Linked DNA regions of Sus scrofa: all the other regions are linked to region 3. The links are chromatin contacts, called in public Hi-C and HiChIP or PLAC-seq maps. All regions are on one chromosome and are shown on one strand. Each heading gives the region's core, a stretch centred on a gene start, on an enhancer-like site or on the middle of the called end of the contact. The rest is flanking DNA. Distances are from core to core; before and after follow the strand shown.

The links. A called contact is a pair of places that touch in the nucleus more often than the background predicts. HiChIP or PLAC-seq counts read pairs in DNA pulled down with a chosen protein or histone mark.
Region 1: a contact with region 3 is called in a Hi-C map of fibroblasts, with 4 times the contacts expected there. The contact joins two enhancer-like sites. A contact is called at or near these places in 2 of 47 Hi-C or Micro-C datasets (embryonic fibroblasts and fibroblasts).
Region 2: a contact with region 3 is called in an H3K27ac HiChIP or PLAC-seq map of alveolar macrophages. The contact joins two enhancer-like sites. A contact is called at or near these places in 7 of 47 Hi-C or Micro-C datasets (alveolar macrophages, embryonic fibroblasts, mesenteric adipose tissue and 2 more) and 1 of 2 datasets of contacts at active chromatin or transcription factors (alveolar macrophages).

The regions. Positions count from the first base shown.
Region 1 is chr1:121,907,971-121,910,670 of Sscrofa11.1, forward strand. ATP8B4 (probable phospholipid-transporting ATPase IM) reads left to right here. Exons shown (of 29, transcript XM_021095810.1): 28 at 2,617-2,700. Among named protein-coding and RNA genes, the nearest start is that of DTWD1, 230 kb to the right of the region's middle. Within about 2 kb of position 1,416, at least 6 of the 83 cell types and tissues checked have an H3K27ac peak or open chromatin away from gene starts, as enhancers often do. A contact at or near this core is called in embryonic fibroblasts, where this site is marked.
Region 2 is chr1:121,594,506-121,597,205 of Sscrofa11.1, forward strand. No RefSeq gene overlaps it. Among named protein-coding and RNA genes, the nearest start is that of SLC27A2, 17 kb to the left of the region's middle. Within about 2 kb of position 1,401, at least 3 of the 83 cell types and tissues checked have an H3K27ac peak or open chromatin away from gene starts, as enhancers often do. A contact at or near this core is called in alveolar macrophages, where this site is marked.
Region 3 is chr1:121,723,855-121,726,608 of Sscrofa11.1, forward strand. The region is part of intron 3 of ATP8B4 (probable phospholipid-transporting ATPase IM); the gene reads left to right. Among named protein-coding and RNA genes, the nearest start is that of ATP8B4, 96 kb to the left of the region's middle. Within about 2 kb of position 1,422, at least 21 of the 83 cell types and tissues checked have an H3K27ac peak or open chromatin away from gene starts, as enhancers often do. A contact at or near this core is called in alveolar macrophages and embryonic fibroblasts, where this site is marked.

The DNA.
Region 1 (2,700 bases), core at 166-2,665, 180 kb after region 3:
CAGTAGGGACAGATGACGCAGAAGAATCATCAAAATAGCTGCTTATTGGTCCCTAATCATCCAGATACAGTGAACTGTCCCTTCGCAAACAAGAGGCCCAGCACCTGTAGATCAGGGCTTCCTGGAAAACGTGTGAAGTTCAAGTATGATAGAGGGAAAAGAAAGAAAAACTAGGCTTTCTTTCATGCCACATTATCAAATCTCTGCCAAAGTTCCCCTGTGGAACTTATTTGCATTTATAAAATAAAGAAATACTATAAAATTTATTAATTTTAATTTTAAAAATTGTTAGACATTGGTCTAGAAGTACACAAAGGGTAAGCTCTGTAGTTAGACAGGCAGGGTTTTAAGTGTCATCTCTGCCACTTACAATCTGTGTGACCTTAGGGAACTTTCCTTTGTTTTTCATGCCTTAATGTCTTCAGTTCTGTACTAGAGATATTAATGGTTCCTCTTTTATAGAAAATTTGTAGAGTTAAATAACATATATAAAATGCTTAGCATGTAGTTTGGTACGTAGTACCTTTTCAATAAACATTACCTGTGATGATGATAATGGTGATTAAAGAAAGTGTGGCTCAATGATTGGTTGGTGACATTGCAAGTGATTAGAACAGCAGATGAGTAGTAAAAGACCTTCTAAAATCCCTTAAACCCCTGAGATTCTGCAGAGAGTATACCTCTAGTCTGTCTACCGAGTACACTACCATTATATTCTTCATTTCAAAATGATTCCAAGCAAGGGCCACTGAGCTTTACACAGTGGGTCCATTAATAGACTTTTAAGAGTTTTTGAAATCTGTAGTATGTATGAGCTAAGTTGGTAACAGATATGTTTCTGACTTCATCTCCAAAACTGTGGAAAAGAGATATACAAAGTGACAACCTTCTTGTGCTCAATCAGGCAAGACTGTGATTTGCATCCACTGTTTGGAATATGCAGTCTAGAAAAACAATGCTGAAAACACTGCTTCATGTAAAAAGCAACGTGAGGGCAACTATAGGGGTATACATTTCCAAAAGCACCTGACATTATAATTCCATTTAAACACATGTCTACATTTCAGAGTGTTGTATTCAGTTTTTGTCTTGCTCTGTGTGTCCATGGAAATCTTTAAATTTCACCACTCTTACTTAATATGTAACGTTAATCCTTTGTTTACCAAAGGATTCCAACCATGCAGAAGCATGATGGTTATGAATAAGAATTAGCATATTAGGAAAGAAAGAGACATTAAAACTATTTTTAAGTTTTTCTTTCTCTCTTTTTTGGGGGTTGATAAATCTCAAAGTTCAGTGCTTTGACCAGAAGACTTCCAGTCCCAAGAGACCATTTGGGCATGCATAATGAGACTGGAATGCCTTAACTGGAGAAAGTAGTTTATGTGGGGACCACTCTTTCCAGCTAAGCACATACCATCCCAGGAATTAATTACTGAGGTCCAATGAGACTTTTCAAAAGTTAGATCAACATTGAGGTTTAAGAAAAAAATAATTTTTTCCTTTTGGTAGCCAGCAGCAAGCAGGAGTGTGGTTTTAAAGTGAAGCTTGTTTTTCCAGCCATGCCTGGGGGATACTGAGCTTCAAGGAGCTCCAAGAGACATTTAATTTATTGAGTCAAATTTGTCTCTGCTCAAGCAACTGGAAAAATGCTCTTTGGTAGGCAGATTCTATGCTCCTAAGACAGAGAATGCAGACATTCCAATAAGTAGCCAAGCCCTCATAATGACAGCCCATTCAAATTCTGTTAACACTGTAGCATTGGGATGGGAAACCTGGGTCACTGGAGGTATCATGTGCCTAGAAAACCAAAAGGAACAAGTTTATTTTGGCAATATAAGAGGGTAGACATCTTCCATATAATTCGTCTCTCTGCCTTACTGACCCTTATTGCTTTGTTTAAACAAACGCCCCAGTATATGAGGTGTGAGTACAAAATAAGAAAATTAGCTCCAGGCTTGGAAATGCATTTCACTACTCTATGAATTAAAATACTGAATAGCTGCATCAGTGATTTTCCAGTGTAGGGAATGATGTTCTTTTCACAAACCTAGGAGCATCCATGATCTCCTTGGAACCTGGAGTATTTTGTAACCAAGTGAACATCAGAGAGATCAGTAAGTTGCTTTGAGGCAGCTTCTTTGGGGCTGTTGCCTCAATTTAAAAGTGGATACAGATCACCTTTTATGACATAGGCAGTTGATAAGACCATTACTTGAGATTGTACTTGCATCCAGGACATAGACTGTGTAGTTTTGGTATAATATTTCTGTTGCTTTGATATGATAGTTTTATTCATTTTAAAAATAATGGCTGCTTTGTAGTTGAGGGATCTTGAGGCCAGATAAAACAGTTCTGCCTTAGGAGTGAAGCTGGACTGAGCTGGATCTGAGAATGCCTGGCTTTGTCTGAATTTCCAAGGCCGATCCTACCACTCTTGCCTTCTTCTCATCACCACTGAGCATTCTAGGTATTGGGAAAAATACTCAGTGGTTCTCTCTAGGTACGCCAAACCTCACCCCTCCAGAAAAGATCTGTGGGAATAGACAAAGAACCGATTAATTTCATAATTCAGTTCTATTTATAACCATAACATATATTTTTCTTTAATAATAGGAATTGCATGGCATTCCTTGAACCAGAAGTGCATCTGGCTTGTTGTTCTCTTAACGACAGTGGCTTCAGTTATGCCTATAGTGA
Region 2 (2,700 bases), core at 151-2,650, 130 kb before region 3:
ATGATCTTTTTTGGCTCTGTTAGGCTAGAGGAACTATCTTCCATTTGCAGGTGTATCCCAGCAGCTAGGCATCTGTAGAAATGGTCTTACTACAAAAAGCCACTTATTTGAATGCTTGGGAACAGACCTGGAAACTCCATGCCAGGTGTCAAGTGATAGGATTCTATGTCCTGGTATTTTTTTTTTCCTTTTTTTTTTTTTTTGCTTTTTAGGGCAGCACCCGCCGCATATGGACATTCCCAAGCTAGGGGTTGAATGAAAGCTGCAGCTGCCGGCCTACACCACAGCCACACTGGATTCGAGCCCCATCTGTGACCTACACCAAAGCTCATGGCAACGCCAGATCCTTAACCCACTGAGCAAGGCCAGGGATCGAACCCCATCCTCATGGGTACTGGTTAGGTTCATTACTGCTGAGCCATGACAAGAACTCCTCTGCATTCTGTTTTTTCGCTGCCTCCCACTTGCTAGTTGGCTGCTGAGTTCACGCATGGGTTCATGATAGCCCTGGCCTGGGCTGAGGTTGAGGAATCCTAATTTGAGGAAGTGGCAGTACAATCCCCAGAAGTGACCTAGCAAGGCCAGGCATGATAATCATTTGTGTAACATGATAAGGAACCAACTGTTTCCATTTAGAGGAGAGGAGTGATCCTATCAGCTGGGACTAGTCAGAGAGGCTTCTAGGAGTAGGAGAACTTTGAAAAAGGTGCTGAAGTAAATAGTAGATAAGAGTTACCTGTTGGGGAAAGGCAGGCACTGTGGATAAGAGGAAAGGTGGATAATTGCAAATCACGCCATCTATAATACCACATTATTCCATGAAAAAAAATGAGGAAAAATGTGACGATTGTGAATATAAAAGTCTATCACTTTCGATAGAATTATTTGATAATATCTTTCACTTTTCCCCTCTGTGTTTCTGCCACCAACATCATACAATAGGGTATCCTTTATATGTGATTAATCCATTATCTTTACTATATATTTACATTTACCAGCAATTGAGGGGCATCTCCCAGGCCTCTTGCTGTAAAAACATGAGTACCAGATGTACAAATTGGGGGACTATATGCATGTAAAAGTTCTTGTCCCAGAGATACTGGTGCTGTGGAGCTTGGCCCCATGAGAGTAGGAAGACAGTGTCTGCCTCCCAAGTTTCTGGAAAGGACTAGTCAGCCCTCAGATGTGCGTTTAGTTAGAAGCCTGCCTCTCAGGCTGCATTTATAATGTTAAGGTAGTAGCCTGCCTTCACAGAAAGACTGAGCTCTGGGTTTGTTTCCTTTTGTTGAGCCTTGGGGTGGTAGCTGTTAAAGAATTCTTTTGTGGGACCTACAGGTATAAGTTAATTGGCCACCCTCTGGTGCCCCCTTGTGGGAGCCACAAAAATTAGGGTGCCAGATAAGGGCATAAGCTCCTTTCTGGGTGATACCAGCGAATTGGCGCTGGGCAAAGGGAGAGAGCACGAAGATGGTGTCCACTGGTCTCTGTTCCCTGAGAGCCCCTCCACTGGCTTCTAGTTGTGTGCCCGACCAGAAGCCTGCCTGTAGGCCGAAGCTTCTGAACAAGCCAATAGGCCTCCTTCACAGAAGATTGGGGTGTGTTTCTGTCGGCAGTCTGTGCAGTGCCCTGGGGGTGGTAGCCTGCTGGGAACAGCCTCTCTGATCGTTCCAGTCTCCTGAGACCCAGGATGGGAAAGCCCCCTGCCCTCCGGAGCCAGGTAATCAAATGGAATCCCCCTGGGTGGCAGGCACAAAATCTAGGCTATCAGACGCAAGTAAAAGCTCCCCTCCAGGAGATATTGGTGCTCTGGTGCTTGACAAAGATGGTGCCCACCCGCTGGAACGAGGCAGACAGAGAGCTATAGATGGTGCCTGATGTGAAAAAGAGAGAGTGAGAAAGAGAAAAAGGTGGTGCTTACTAGCTAGAGTGAGGCAGAGGGAGAGCGTAAGGATGATGCCCACAAACCAGCCGTCCCCCTGTGCTAAATTAGATGCCTGCCCACCTCCAGGCCGATGCTTTAGTACTAGCAGGTGAGCCTCCTTTACACAGGGTCTGGGTGCCTCCAGGTGAGTCTCAGCCCAAGGGCCCTTTAAGAGCCGCTTAGCCTTGTGGGATCCCTAGACCTGACTTTGCTTGGTTTTCACAGCTATATGCTTTGGGGCTTGTCTATCAGGTGCAAGTTGTAAAATTTGGAGTGTCTGATATGGGGTTCAAACCCTTCACTCCTCAGGGAGAAGCCCGAGGTCTCAGTTCCTTCCCTATGGTAGGCTGCCGAGTCTGGGGTGAGGTTTATGGCAGCATTGTGTCCCAGACCCCCTACCTACTTCAAGGTGGGTTTTCCCTCGTTTGCCTCATTTGTAGGAGTTAAGACAGGTTTTAGGGTCCCCCCTCCTCTTTGGAAATTGTTTCACATGTAGCTTTAGATTCAGTGTGTCTTCTGGGAGGAGGTGAGCCCAGGACCATCCCACGTCATCAACTTGACTCCGGCAGCTCTACTATCAAAATTCCCACCTGGCTCATCTCTCTGAATTAGGGAATCCAGAACCATGGATCAGGATCGTGATGGTAAGACCCTGGAGAGTATGGACTCTTTCTCTCTCCCCACTTTAGTTGCCTCCCCCCACCTTGTAGTAATCATCAGTGAACATCCCTTAAAATGAAAAGGGCTTGTGTGCTTATTAACTATAGGGACAGCAAAGC
Region 3 (2,754 bases), core at 172-2,671:
CCCTAGACAAGCCCCGTGACACTCTCCCTAGATTGAAAGGACTGAAAGTGACTGCTCCAGCTGATTGAATTAGTGTGTGTGCTCCACTGTGCTTTAATTTAGGGAGGCTCTTTTCACCAGATGAAGAATGTCCTAAGAGGGTGAGTGAGTTTACTGATCAGAAGGGAGGCTAGAGACTGACTCCTTGTTTCTGACTCATTTACCAGGAAACACATACCATTTGGGAGAACACATGACTCCATGCAACATAGCTTTTGTGGGCAACTCTTAAAACTTCTCTGAGCCTCGATTTTCTCATCTGTAAAATGATGCTGAAGTGGTAACAGCTCGCTGGAATTTTTTGAAGATTACATGAGATTATGCATGTTCAGTGCTCAGTCCAGTGCTTGGCATATGTCAGGAGACAACCCCTGTTAGCTAGTGTCATTTTATGATACAAGAGACACCATTACACACAAACTAAATTTTCCTTTCTGTGTCTAAGCCTTGGTGACACATGAGTCGTACTCATTTCCTTTGACCATAACAGTGTTGCGTCTTCAACTTGGCCCTCTTAAAACTTTCTAAGTATGCTCCCTACTTGTGAAAAGAGAATCTTTACAATATTTACTTCCCATATTTACTTTGTATATCTGTAATTATAATGTTTATGTGTGTATGTATTCATAGAAATGTACATTTGTATGTGTGTGAATACATATGTGCATTAAATATTAGTAACTTTACATTTTGAAATCTTTGTTAAAATATGTATGGAAATTCTTAATTTATTTTTCTGATAGCTTGAAGGACTGTTTTGGACATCCCCTGGGGGACAGGTGTTTAGTGGTCTCATAGGTAGGGTCATCTTGAAGGTACATGAAGCAGGCATCTTCTTGTCAGGCAAGGTGTTCCTACTCTATTGCTCACTGTTTTCTTCATAGCACTGATCACTTACTTAAATTGTGTCATCAGTGTACAAGTTTATCATCTGCTTATTCCTGCCTCTCTTCCTACAACTAAAGTGCAGGGTCAGGTCTTTGCTTATTCACCTCTATAGTTCTGGCTCAATGACGCATTGCATGACACATAGAAGACCCTTAGATGAATGAATAGGTGAACATTGGGGGAAATGTGCCCTCTGCTCTCTCCCCTGCCACAAATGTTTTTGCTTATGGTGGGGAGCCCAGGCACAGGAGAATGTTATGATGATGATGGTGGTATTGGTGATAATGAATGTAACCAGTGTTTATTGATGACTCTCTGTAAAGCCCCTTCTGTGGGTTGAGTGTTATCACTTCTCGATTCCTCCCAACTGTGAATGCTGTGGATTCCTCACTGAGCAACCTTGACTCATACTGAGGAGCTGTGGTTCTGCCTGGTACCAGTGAGGCGCCAGATGTCCAATCTCCAGGCCAGCTTGTCCCATACATGCATTTTTTTGGGATCTTTGCATAAACATGGGCGTGTCACATATTTCCTGCATGGTGCAAATGCCTTTAGACCACTTCCTTTTTAATGCAAGTAGTCTGTGGACAGTCTCTTTTTTGGTTTTCATTTTATGGTTTAGAGATAATCTCTTCCCTAAAAGTCAGGGCTATTTTTCTCTTTAGAATCCAACTTGTACTATAATAGTACTCTATCTGCTGCCTCTCTGGTAAGAAAAATAGCCTCTCCCACCCAAGATCCTGACAGTTACTTTTTATAGCTGTTACAACATAAAAATATTTCATCAAATGTGGGGAGATCTTTTGCTAGTGCTGAAACTTTGGTAATCATTGCGAAAGCTCCTGGGGTTTGGCCTGTGGGATTCATAGACGCAGGCAGTGTCCCCAGACAACCGCCAACTGCATTTAGGCTCAGCCGTCCATGACTCACTCTTTAAGGCAAATATAGAAATAAAAGTAAACTATTATATAAAAACACAAACTAATCTTGTGTATATTATTAACCCTCTTACTTGAGATTTGATTTGTTGGGTATAAAAGAAAAATCAACTCAAACTGACTTAGACAATACTATAAATGGACAGATCATATAACTAAAAAGCCAGAGGTATGACTAGCCTCAGGAGAAGCTTGGACTAGTTTATTTCTCTGCATTTCTTGGCCCTGCATCTTCAGTGTAAGAATTATTCTTGGCAGCTTCATCCACTCTTGGTTCTGAGATGCTGTCGGTGACCCTTAGGACTACTTGCTTCCTAGGTTGGAATCCAGTAAGAGGGAGAAAACTTATGTCTCCAGCAAATTCCCAGAACTGATAAAATGACTATTATTAAGACCTTAATCATGTGACATGTGTCATGTGCTAATCCCTGAATTCAAAGTATATTTAGGAGGATGGGCCATATAGTTGGTTTAAGCTCATCTGGGCCTGACCCTGGAGTTATGGATGGGAGTTGAGTTTACAGATCACAGGACTAAGAAATTTGGAGCATTGTCAGCTGAGGGGAAGGGGAAAATAGTCAAATATCTGTTACATCTGGCATTGAAATAGGACTTGTTTGAGAGCATTGAGGTTGCTTGGTATTTATTTTTTGTAGCTTATGTGTCTTGTACTCTTCAAATATTAGGGTTTGTTTACATTTCTGGTTGTGGTGGCCATTGGTGATATCCATTACTGTTTCTGGCTTTCTGCCTTTTGGACACATGTTACTCTTTTTGGTCAATGAGTTGTGAGAGTGTGGGTTGAAGCATTAAGTTGTAGGTGTGAGACTCTTCAGAGCTTTCTCTTTCCCTCTAGTATTGCAGCTGGAAGCATCTGAGATAGTGGCAG